Linked DNA regions of Mustela erminea: region 1 is linked to region 2. Evidence: chromatin contacts called from public Hi-C data. All regions are on one chromosome and are shown on one strand. The core of a region is the stretch at or near the end of the contact, and the rest is flanking DNA. Distances in the headings are between cores, read along the strand shown. Region 1 holds the start of TNRC6A (trinucleotide repeat-containing gene 6A protein). Region 2 holds the start of RBBP6 (E3 ubiquitin-protein ligase RBBP6).

The links. Hi-C and Micro-C count contacts between places; a contact is called where the count stands out from the background.
Region 1: a contact with region 2 is called in a Hi-C map of spleen, with 2.3 times the contacts expected there. The contact joins the promoter of TNRC6A here to the promoter of RBBP6 in region 2. A contact is called at or near these places in 2 of 3 Hi-C or Micro-C datasets (skeletal muscle and spleen).

Annotation. Positions count from the first base shown.
Region 1 is chr20:6,601,887-6,608,116 of mMusErm1.Pri, reverse strand. It overlaps TNRC6A (trinucleotide repeat-containing gene 6A protein), which reads right to left and starts at 2,431. Exons shown (of 25, transcript XM_032328434.1): 1 at 2,326-2,431; 2 at 790-837. The coding sequence starts at 2,375.
Region 2 is chr20:6,447,568-6,454,008 of mMusErm1.Pri, reverse strand. RBBP6 (E3 ubiquitin-protein ligase RBBP6) reads right to left here and starts at 1,615. Exons shown (of 17, transcript XM_032326883.1): 1 at 323-1,615. The coding sequence starts at 488.

The DNA of each region.
Region 1 (6,230 bases), core at 1,182-3,681, 150 kb before region 2:
ATGAATTTGAAAAAGAGTTAAATATAATGCAATGCTCTGATGCTTTAAGCAGTTACAGCTCGCTAAAGATAATCCTTTCCACAAAGGCTACGTTTAAAAATAAAAAAAAACTCCCTTTGTGGTGGAGATTTAAGTTACCAGTGCAAAAACACTCAGGCCCAGCAGAAACGATAAGCATTTAATGGGAACAGATTTTTTAATTATTTTACCAGTTGATAAAAAGAGCACACACCGAACACAGACACAAATGTAGTTTCAAAAGAAAACAAAACGCAGTTTATGCTCGGTAAAGTTCAAGGGCAAAACTGTTTCCAGTGCAACAGAATCTGCCTGACTACAATGTGTTGGGGGGAAAAAAATGCGAACATAGTATCTTCTTATAAAGGCAACAATTTGAGTTACAAAGTAATAACGGGGAAGCCAAAACAGTTTGACAGCCCGCCATAAGGGCCGCCTCAATCATGAGTCACACAATGCCTGCAACCATTTACAATAGTAATTAATGCACAAGTCCCCTAATTAAATTCTAAAAGGTTGAGAATGCTTTAACTAAGTTTACAAGAATTGCTTTTCGCTGTTTTTTCTTCCCCCAAAGAAAAGAACACACGCGTAATTACGCATCTCCCCGCAATCCCTCCATACAATATTCCCTCCGGCCTCTTCTCCCGAATGCCTATTCCCTGCGTGCGAAAAGAAAATGACACGGGGGAACTTCTAAACCCAGAAAGGACGAACCAGAGTGGAAATACACGATTAATGGGGCGACAGACGGAAGCTCGCCCATCTTACCTGCTAAGATTCCTTTCTACGTCTTTGGTAGCTTTAGCTTCCAATTCTCTGCAAGAGAAAAGAAAAGAGAGAGAGAGAGAGAGAGAGAGATGCGCGTGAAAACGGAGCCGCTGCGGCAGAGGCTCGCGCCGGGGCGGATGGGGGAGGGGAGGGGAGCCCGGGGGTGCTCACAAAGCTGCGGGGCTGCAGCCCGGACTGCGGGCAGGAGGCGCGGGCGAGCCGCAGCCCCCGGCCCGGCCCTAGCGGCGCAGCGCGGCCCCTCCGGGCCTCCCGCCCGGCCTCCGCAGCGGCGCCCCTACACCCCCCCCCACAGCCGGGGCCCGAAGTCTCGGGGACGCCCGCCGCCGCCGCTGCCGCCGCCGCCGCCGCCGCCGCCGCCTGCAGTCGCGGGCCCTGCGGCAGCGCCCCAGGCTCCTCCCGCCTGGAGGGAGGCCCCCGCCCCACTCACCTCATGTGTGTAAAGTGCACGAGCAAGTGGGGCGCGGCGAGTGAGGCTCGCGAGCCTCAAGCCCTCCGCAGCGCCGCGGGGAGAGGCCCGAGCCGCTGCACCAGCGCCATTTTCTACACCGACCCGCTGCCGCCGCCGCCGCCACCGCCGCCGCCGCAGGCCCCAGACCGGAAGTGAATGCCCTGTTCGGCAACCCCTTCCGGGGCCGCCGCGGCCACCGGCCTCAAGATGGAGGCCCTAGCAACTAACCCCGCAGCCGGGGCAGGCCCTTGGCAACCACCCGGGTGCGGCTAGCGGTCGGCCGCCGGACCTCCCTGAGGGGAGCGTCACCGCCTCCGAGGCGTCTTGCACAGCGGCTGGGGGCCCGCCGAGCCCCGGGCCCAGCCTCCGTCGCCGCGGCCGGCTGCGATCCGACTGGAGTCCCGCCCCTCCTCCTTCTCCTTCTTTGCTGCGACACAAGTTTCCTTCCCTGCCGCCCGGCCCCTCCCCCACCGAAACACACCAAAAAAGAAAAAAAAAAAAAAAAAAAAGGGCTAAACCGCAAATTCTACGCCTGCCGCAGCAAGATGAGCTCGCGCGGCTTTTGAAATCCGGCACTTGTAATTATTTTTGACCTTGGGCCAATTATTTAACCTCTCTGCTCCTCTGCTTCCTCCTCAGGTAAAGAATGCATACCTGAGGCGGACTGTGAGGCTTAAAAGCGATTTTTATCCACCGAATTTTGCAGACCGTTTGACTCAGCAATTCCCCCTGGCATGAATTTCTGTTCCGAAAACAATCCCGGACATCGACAAATATTTCACCGTCAACATGTTAAGTCCCGGGGATGAGGACGGTGAAAAATTTGTAAACGTCCAAAATGTCCAACACTCCGAGGTGGCTTTAAAAACTGAGTTACTGGCGTGCGTTAGGGTACTGCAAAAATGATGGGGAAGAAGAGGAACGGCGTGGGGGAGAGTGGTTACAATAGAGTAAGTGAAAAAGCGGTTCCAAACTCGCTTCCACGGTAGGAAACATGTAGCTACAATACGATACAGACGTGGAGTAAAGGAAAAATATCGAAGTGTCCATGGGGGAGTCATACATACCTACAGGTAGATACAGCAATATACTTGCACGTAGATACAATAAGATACATGTGTTCCTGTGTATATGTGGATCTTCTTTCCGTCCTCTCCAAAAGCCTTTTTTTTTTTTTTTCCCTCCTAATCAAAAGATGATCCCGCCTTTGGATGCTTAAAATCCATTCCTTCGGGACCTCACTCTAAGGATCATCCTGTTTTCCTCTTTCTAAACTAAGTCTTTCTTTCCATGGGATTTCAAACATGCCCAAATCTCCCGCATTAAAAAAACAAAACCTCCCTTCACTGCCCGGTTCTTATCCTCTCTGAGGGAGATGTGTAATAAATAGGTTAAAGAATAAATGAAAGAATGCACAGAAAGTCCTAAAGCACATGCACCAAAATGTTAACTGATGGTATTCAGCGGATTTTAATTTTATCTGGCTTTTTTATTTTGTTTCATTTTTATACAATGAGCATGTTAAAACACCCCCCCTCCCCCCACGCACACACACAAAATTTTTAAAAACCAGGTTTATAGGAGTGCCTGGCTTGTTCACTTGGTGGAGCATGTGACTCTTGATCTTGGGGTTGTAAATTGGTGTCCCACATTGAGTGTAGAGATTAAAAAATAAAATTTCTTTTAACAGAGGGCCAGAGGGAGGAGGGAAGGACAGGGGGAGAGAGAAAATCTTAGGTAGGCTCCAAGCCCAGCACTGCGTCTGAGATCATGACCCCTGCTGAAATCAAGAAAACAACACTTAACCGACTGAGCCATCTAGGCACCCCAAAAATAAAATCTTAAAAAAAAAAACGTCATGTGGGGCGCCCGGGTGGCTTAGTCAGTTAAGCATCAGATTCTTGATTTTGGCTCAGGTCATGATCTCCGGGTCCTGATCTTGGGGGCCTGGAATTAAGTCTTTTTGGGACTTCCTCCTCAGTGGGGAGCCTGCTTCTCCCTCTCCCTCTGGCTCTCCCCCTGCTTGTGCACTTCCTGTCAAATAAAGTGTTAAAAAAAAAAACAGATTTACACAACGTGAAATGAAAGGGCACCAAATAAATGCTAAGTGACTTCTTTTCTGGCCATCATCGCTAAGGTCCATACATAGATATATTTGGTTTGGGTTTTGTTTTTTTTTTAATGGTTCTTTCTACTTGAAATGTTAAAAATTATATCATTTTTTTAGAAGTTAGAAGATATGAACATGTGTGTATAGCACAGTGTGCTTTCATGCCAGGTTTATGAATAATTTTCCATGACAGCATAACACCATAAAAACTATTTATCAGTATTTACAGAGCTGTTAAGATTAGCTGATTTTTTTAAAAGATTTTATTTATTTATTTGACAGACAGAGATCACAAGTAGGCAGAGAGGCAGGCAGAGAGAGAGGAGGAAGCAGGCTCCCAGCTGAGCAGAGAGCCCTATGCAGGGCTTGATCCCAGGACCCTGAGATCATGACCTGAGCCAAAGGCAGAGGTTTAACCCATTGTGCCCCCCAGGAGCCCCATGATTTTTTTTTTTTTAAATTAAACTTACTTAGGTTTGAATAACCTACTGGTTGTCCATTGGGACATATAGCTATGCCTGGTTTTTGGTTGTCATAACTGGATGCTACTGGTATCTACTGGGTAGAAGTCAGGGGTTCTGCTAAACATCCTACAATGCAAAGCACAGCCCCACAATACAAGAGTATCTGAACCAAAATGCCATTAGCACCTAAGATTGGGAAACCGTAGAACTAATTCCCAGCCCCAGGGAAGTTGAGAAGGTAGGATTTCTTGGAGATCTTTCCAGTGTGATTTGACATAACCCCTCCAGGGCTGCCTTATGAAGCCATGCTAATCACTTTTTAATGAGCTCTTATGCATAGAGATAGATCAAAGAAGAATGACCTTGTAAGACCAGCAGGGATTCCTTATCAGTAACCTTCTAAGGAATGTTGTCTTCTTATTATCATTTCCCTTTACTGAAAAAGTAGTCTCTCTTTCTATTTCGCATTATCATACATATTCTGGTAACTTCCATTTAAAAAAAAATATTTAACACAATGAGCACTGACTAACATATAGAATTGTTGAATCAGGGGTGCCTGGGTGGCTCACTCGGTTGAGCATCTGCCTTCCGCTCAGTTCATGATCCCAGTGTCCTGGGCTGGAGTTGGCATAGAGCTTCCTGCTCAATAGGAAGCCTGCTTCTTCCTCTCCCACTCCCCCTGCTTGTGTTTTCTCTCTCTCTCTCTCTCTCTCTCTTTCTCTCTCGATATGTCTCTCTCTATCCAATAAATAAAATCTTAAAAAAAAAAGAATTGTTGAATCATTACATTGTATATGTATATTAACTATACGGGAATTAAAATTTAAAAAAAGAAAACACACAAAACAGGGCAAAGGGATAGTTAAAATGGGTGAAGGGGATTAAGAGTACATGTATCATGATGAGTGCTGAGTAATGTACATTACTCAGAACTGTTGAATCGAATCATATTCTACACCTGATACTAATATAACACTGTATGGTAATAATACTTTATTTCAAAGAAGATATATGTTCAAATGATTTTTTTTTAAGATTATTTATTTGACAGAGATCTCAAGTAGGGGGAGAGGCAGGCAGAGGGAGAGAGAGAGAGGAGGAAGCAGGCTCCCTGCTGAGCAGAGAGCCCGATGCGGGGCCGGATCCCAGGACCCTGAGATCAGGACCTGAGCGGAAGGCAGAGGCTTAACCCACTGAGCCACCCAGGTGCCTTCAAATGATTTTCTTAAAAATGTTTCTTGCTCCTCACATGGAGACATGGGTTATTTCTTTGAATGGATTTGCAGACCATTCTGAAATTCATGTAGACAATTTTCTTAAAACAATAAAGATGTTAAAGTAAAGTAAACAAATAAAACAACAACAACAAAAACCAGCGGACGGAGCCTCACTCCTCCGCAGCTCCTTTTTTCTGCTCTCCTTCTTAGAGAAGCTTCTTGGAAAGTGTTAGAAAACGTGCTCTAGGCCAGCTACTTCCAGTTGCTGTCCGCTTCCACCTGACATTGCTATTCATCCACCCAAATCGCTCGTATCAATGCCACAAATGACCCTGAAGCTGTCAAACTCAATGGTAATATTCCTAACCTGGTCTTGACTTAGCTCTTAGCTGTATTTCTGCAACGGGTCACTCCTACCTTCTTTTGAGAGTCTCTTCTCTTGGCTGCCTTGGCAGCCCACTCTCCCTGAATTTCTTTTTTTTTTTTTAGATTTTATGTATTTATTTGACAGAGTGAGAGAGATCACAAGGAGGCAGAGAGGCAGGCACTTGGGGTGGGGTAGGGGGGAGAGCAGGCTCCCCACTGAGCAGAGAGCGCTGATTCGGGGACTCGATCCCAGCACCCTGAGATCACAACTGGAAACGAAGGCAGAGGCCCAACCCACTGAGCTACCCAGGTGCCCCTCCCTGAATTTCTTTTTACCTCTTTATCCTTTCCTTTTTTTTTTTTTTTTTTTTTTTTATCCTTTACCAGCATCTCCCAATTTATACCAAATAAATGTCGGGATCCCCAAGGCTCTCCGTTCCAGACGTCTTCCCCATGTCTCTCCACTTTCTCCTTGGGATGGGTGATCTCATACATTCTCTTATATCTAAATACTGTTTAAATAGAGATGCTTTTCAGACTCCTAGTCTTAGCCTGTATCTCACATGTATACCCCAGAATGCCAAAATGACAGATCACCCACGCAAGAAATATTTTTTGAGCACCTACTGTATGGACCTTTTACTCTGCCTTTTGTGAGGAACTACTTTGGTGGATTAAATCTAATGGGGCAGATATATATATATATATATATATATATATATATATATATATTTAATCAAACTATAAAGTATATAATTACAAACACAAGTGCAAAGAAGGAATGTTGTTCTAAGCAAGTGTAAAACAAAGGA
Region 2 (6,441 bases), core at 366-2,865:
CCAAGAACCTGGAGGGCACCCCTCACCCTCTCCCACGGACATCCTCATTTTAAATAACATTGGAGAAGACTAAACAGACTTGCACGTTTTCAGATTAGCCGGTTACCGATGATCCCACCTACGCAGACACCATACAAGCCAGTTAAACCCCCCAGGCCGACCGCTGCAACCCCTGGGTCTCCAGGAAAGGTGCATCCAAAGTCTTAGAACGAACAGGCCCACAAGAGACGTAATGGCGGTTAGCCTCCTGCCAGGCAACCAGTATTTAGCACAACTACTACCTATCTCCGGCCAGCAGAGCTGGAGCCCGTGTGGCTCTTACCTTCTTTCGTCTGCGCGTTGGTGATCTGCAGGTCGCAGTCGGCAGCTTTCAACTTCTCTCTCCCCATAATCTGCTTCTTTAAATCGCAGAGGGAGATGTGGAGCCCATCAAAGGTGACGGTATCATAGTTGAGTTTAGAGGAAAATTTATAATGCACACAGGACATGGTGCCAAAGGATTCCTAAGGTTCAGCGAGGAGACGTGGACACGCTCAATATATGTATATTTATAAACTTAAGAGCAAAATATGTACACACACAAAACACTCAAAAAGACACCGAAGGACCCTAAGGCCTCAGATTAAATACCCCCCCAACCACAAGCAGGGGTTCGTAAAAACAATAATCCAGAGCCCCCCCCGCCCCCCTCCCCCCGATACTCAGAAGCACTTCATACGGGAGGAAGCGGACGAGGACGGGGAAAGGGGAAATCGAGAATCCGCCAACGGGCACAATGTCACCCGGCTGGGTCCCCCTCGCTCATGCTAAGGGGCCGGCAGGAGACGGGGGGGCAGGCGGTGCAGTCAGTAGCGGTCAGTCCACACGTTAGAGTCCGAATGACCCCGCGGGGTCAGGGGTCCATAGCGAGGCCGCACCTCCCGGTTGGTCTCTCTTTCCGTGGATTGGGGTGACCCAGGCCCCGGGAGAAGGTTGGGGGAAGAGGGCCTAGGCCCGGAGTCCACGAGCGGCCTCTCGCCTCCTCCTGGCTTCCGGACGACCGGCGTCAGCTTCCCCAGGCCCAGGCCCCCCCACACGCAAACCCCTGTCGCCTGCTCCCCGGAGGCCACGAGCGGCCCGCGGCCTAGGCCAGAAACGCGCGGTCGGCGGAGGAGAGGCCTTCCCGCAGGCCGCCCCCGGCTCCGCCTCCCCCCCGCCGCCGCCGCCGCCTCGGACACAAAGCCGGTACTAGGCCTCAACTAGGCCTCGAAGCACTTCCTCACCACCCCGGGCCCCAGCCAGCGGCCGGGTGGCTTTGGCGGACCCTGGGGACGCCGCCGAGGCTCCCCGACGCTTCCTCTCGCCGTGTGCTCCGCGCTTCTCTCGCCTTTCGCTCCCGTCGCCTCTCGGCCCCGAATCGCGAGAGGAGGCCCGGAAACCGCCGGGCAACGCCAAAGGCTTCGGGGCTCTCTTTTTGTTTCGCCCCCCTGCCGCTCTCGGGCCCTCACCCAGCGCCGGCGACACCTCCAAGCCAGGCACTATGGCGGACGCGGCCTGGCTTCGGGCGAGCGCCCCACTCCGGGGTCTCTTAAGCAGGGATTGCACGGGCGGCGCGCGCGAGGCGGGGCTGGCGTGCGCGGATAGGCGGGCCGGGAGGCGGGGCCCGCGGCGTCACAAAGCGCACCGGCCCGCCCACGTGACCCCGCGCTTTGTGACTCGGAGCGCGGAACCTGAACCAGCCGGAGAACGGGAGGAACCATCTGCCTCCAGACAGAGGGGGGCGCCGCGCGGAGGGCCGGCTCACCGGGCGGCTCCGGGGCGGGGTGGTGGAGGGGAGCTCGGATTTGAGCTGCTCCGGGGCTTGTTAGTCTCCGCCGCAAATGGGGTGTCCAGGGATGGCCGGCTCACTCCGCGTCCCCGCCATCCCCACCGACTCCCCCAGTTCCAGTAAACATTATGGTTGCTATGCATTGAACTATGGTTGCTATGCAAGCGCCCCCTAGCCTCCCCTTCCGACAAACCAGCCCCCTTCAGCTCTTCCTAAGTGGAAATTCTGGAGCAGCCCCGCGCTAGAACGGACAAAACCACCCCTAGAAAGATTTCCCGAGCTCTAACTGTGGGCTAGGCCCAGGGCTGAGCCCTGTGTAACACTGCCAGGCTCTGGAGCCCAGTTGTCGTGGTTGGAACCCTAGCTGTGGAGGTCAAGATTTAACGCCTCCGTGCCTCAGTTTCCTTGGCTGTAAAGGGCAGTTTAAAATTGTACTCGGTCTACGGGTGTGTCGTGGATTAAATGAATGAATATGTTTCCATTGTTTAGGAACATGCCTGGCGTATGGTTCAGTGTGTCTCACATGTAGCTCAGTAAATGTCATTTTAACAACATCAGTAAAAACCCTAAAGTGGTCAGCCCTACCATTATCTCCGATTCATGGACGAGGGAACGGAAGCTAGCAATGGAGAATTTTCCGAATTCTCAGAATCAGGGGAATGCCTGCTTTGTAGCAGGGTCCGAAATCCCAGTCCTAATTGTAAAAGAAGGGAAATATGGCAAGACCCCCCTCAGGGGACTGGAGATTATTTTTTCCTTGGGGTATAAAGAAGTTATTATAGCATCCATAAAATTCATACTATAACAAAATTGCATTCATAAACTGTAATAATCACTATAATTTATAGTGCATTCTCCTCATCCTCTCTGGATTTTTACTGGCTTGGGCTCAGAGAAGTTAGTCACTGAGAACAAGACCACACAGCCATGATGGGGCCAAGTTTGCCTGGGACTTCCTAAATACATACACCCAATCCTTCCAGAAGGTGGTTTAAATCAATCATCACCTTGTCAGGAAAGTCTTCCTAAGGCGACTTTATTCAAATAGGATGGCCAACTTCTATCTCTCCCTCTTCCTAATTTTCTTTGAAGCATTTGTTACTACCTGACATGGTATATATTTATTTTTTAGTTTTAGCCCCCCCTCCCCATAGCTGAGAACAGGGATTTTTCTCTTTTGGTCATGCCATATACCCAGCTCTTAGAACCCCAGCCTGAATAGAGTAAGCACTCAATTAAAGGTGTTGAATAACTACATTTTTATGTGATCTATAGAAATACCATGGCAGTAAGATTTTGGCAGTGAAGGCAGCCCCGGAGACACAAATACAATTTAACTCAATCACATCATCAGCATCAGTGCTTTCCACATAAAACACATTTCTCCCACCTTTCTCTTTGGTAACTAACCCAAACGTTCCTGTCTTGGGTCCACTTCAGAATGGCTGCTTTTCTTGAAAAACCTGTGTGAACCAAGGTGGGGAAATCACATCTACCGAAATAAAAGGAGAACAGGAAAATGGGGGTATTGCATTGGTATTCACGCCTCTAAAGTGGCAAATCTATATTCTTTGATTGGTCTTTGGCTAATCCCTTCACACTTAATTCAATGATCATTTAGTCAGCCTGCTGGGACTCAAAGGAGGCCGCATCCTCAGGATCGAGTGAATTAGAGTCCTGCCAGTTATGAGTGTGTATCCTTGGAAAGAATACAGTCAGTGTTATGATTTGGTCCAGTGGTTCTCCTCAGCCAAGAGTCCTTTACGGAGTCCTTTTTGGAGCCCTCACGCTGTATCACATCCAACAGGTCAAAATTCACCCATAACCTGCATTAAATGAGGTTGTGATGGGATTTAATTCAGTCGCTTGCTTCCTGGAAAAATGTTACGTTTGGTTCCTTTCGTGAAATTCCTAACTGAATCTAAACTTTGTAAACTTCTGTTGGCGGTACAGAGTTGCCCTGCCTGCCGCTGGTCCCCTTACTCCCACGCCAATATTCGTGTAAGCCCTGGAAAAGCCTTCGGTACTGCACCTGCTTTTCCAAACTTCTTTTTGTAGCAACCCCTGAGCTCCCACCTCTTAGAATTTTAAACCTTTGTCACTGCCAAGTCCACTGTATCCTCACATCCCCAGCAAACACATTCATAGTAGATCTCCTACCTTATTTTAGTGTGCCTAAAATCTTGCCCAAGATAGCCTGCCAGTCCCCTGCAAGGCCCTGGTGTTAGTCTCCAGGCTCTGGAAGTTAGAAGGAGATCTACCCAACCCAGGTGTCTTATGCTCTTATAATCTAATCCCACCAAGTGTCCCAACAGCAGGCAAGTCACCAGATTGTGAGTCTGGCCTCCATGTTCTCAGCCCAAATTAACAAAGATAGATGGATCCTTTATAACACTGATGTATCTTCCCCAGATGGTTGATTGCCTTTATATTTTTTTTTATTTAAGAGTGAAACCTACAAAAAATTTCGCATTTTTATGTAATAAAATCCATCAGTCTTTTTTCCTCATGGTTTTTACCTTTACTTGTATGTTGTAAAAAGTAGTTCCTAGGTACTCAGCAACCACCTTAGATTTTTATTTGCTTATGTTTCCTTCCAGTTATGTATGGGCATCATGATTCTACTTTATTTTATGTTTTTAAACATTTTTAAAAAAAATTTTTATTTGACAGACAGAGATCACAAGTAGGCAGAGAGGCAGGCAGAGAGAGAGAGAGGAGGAAGCAGGCTCTCTGCTAAGCAGAGAGCCCAATGCAGAGCTCGATCCCAGGACCCTGGAATCATGACCTGAGCTGAAGGCAGAGGCTTTAAACCACTGAGCCACCCAGGCACCTGGCATCATGATTTTAAATTAAACTCTGTAATATGTTTGAATTGGTTTGTGTATAGGGTATAATATAAAGTGAAGACCATTTTCTTCCTTTTTAAATTGTGAAATATATTGTTAATAAAGGAAAAAAAGCATAAAATATGTATTTGTGGTTTGGTGCAAATTACACGTGTGTCTTCTAAGGGGAGCTTCTATCTTTTGTTTTTTAACTATTTATATTTTATGGTAATTTATGACAGATTGAATGATTTTAGTTTTTATAAGATTTTTTGCAACATTTTACTTGAAATTTTTCATCTTCTCTTCTTGGTAACATTTTACTTTTATTTATTTATTTATTAAAGATTTTATTTATTTATTTGACAGACAGATCACAAGTAGGCAGAGGCAGGCAGAGAGAGAGGAAGGGAAGCAGGCTCCCTGCCGAGCAGAGAGCCTGATGCGGGGCTCGATCCCAGGACCCTAGGATCATGACCTGAGCAGAAGGCAGAGGCTTTAGCCCATTGAGCCACCCAGGCGCCCCTACTTTTATTTTTTTTAAAGATTTATTTTTTTATCTGAAAGAGTGAGCATGAACAAGCAGGGGGAGGGGCAGAGGGAGAAAGAGAATCCTGAAGCAGACCCCCCACTGGTGGCTTGATCCCAGGACCTTGAGATCATGACCTGAACTGAAATCAAGAGTCAGCGGCTTCACCATCTGAAACATCTAGGAATCCCACTGACAACATTTGAAAGCACATTTGATTTGTTTAAAGCTAAAGGTTACAGATTGATCATATGAACTGATTTTTTGTGAGCAACCTGGTTTCCCCATTATTCAGTCATCCGCTCATTCAACACTCATTCAACTTGACGAATGAAGAAGGTTGACCATACCATATGTGGGAGATGGGGACCGATGGGATCCCCTGTGATCACTGGGGGGTTTGGAACAGTAATTTTGGAAACGACTTGGCATCCTCTTGCAAATTTGAGCATTCGTGTACCCTATGAATCAGGCATCGCACCCCTTGTTATATATACCCAAGGCAAAATTTAACCCACAGACTTGCATGAGAATTTCAGCAAAAAGCTGAAACAGCCCAAATGCCCTTGAGAGAAGAATGATGGTCTATTAGACGGTGGAGTATTATGCAATAGTGAAAAGAAAAAAAATAACAGTAGGTGTGACAACATGGCAATGGCATCTTTTTAGCTGTTCTGGAGTCAGAAAAGCAAGTCTCAGAAGCTGACATACCACACCCTTCCTATGAATTTCAAAAATAACTCAAAGCAAACAATGCATTATTTAGTGAAGCAGACAAATGTAATGCATCTGAAACTGGCGACAGGGACACACAACATTCAAGACAGGGGTCACCTCTGAGATGGCAGAATGAGACAGGTGAGGAACCCCAAGGGGCTAGGAGTTAACCGGCAGTGAGCTCGCTCTTGTGTGGGATCACAAGTAGTCACTGGTGTACTGAAAATGGACAGATAAAGAATACTTAGACTCAAAGGGAATCATGTACAGCACAATAAGAAGTCACGAGATTAGGAGTATGATTAATCCATTGGTGTGTTCCTGAGGTTTCATCTCTCCTTTCTTCCCACTGTCAGCAAAGACTCTCACAATCAGACAGGAAAAATGAAGTCATTTTCAGAGCGACAAAACATAGGCTAGATCGCTAGACTCTTTGGCAGCCCTGCATGCCGTAACTGTAAATAAAACTGGAGTTTGGTTCTAGTTTTCCTGTGTTGAGATCCGGGGGCGGGGGAAGCTAGCCATCAGACTCCTGGGCCCTGGGGACCTGGGGCCATAGC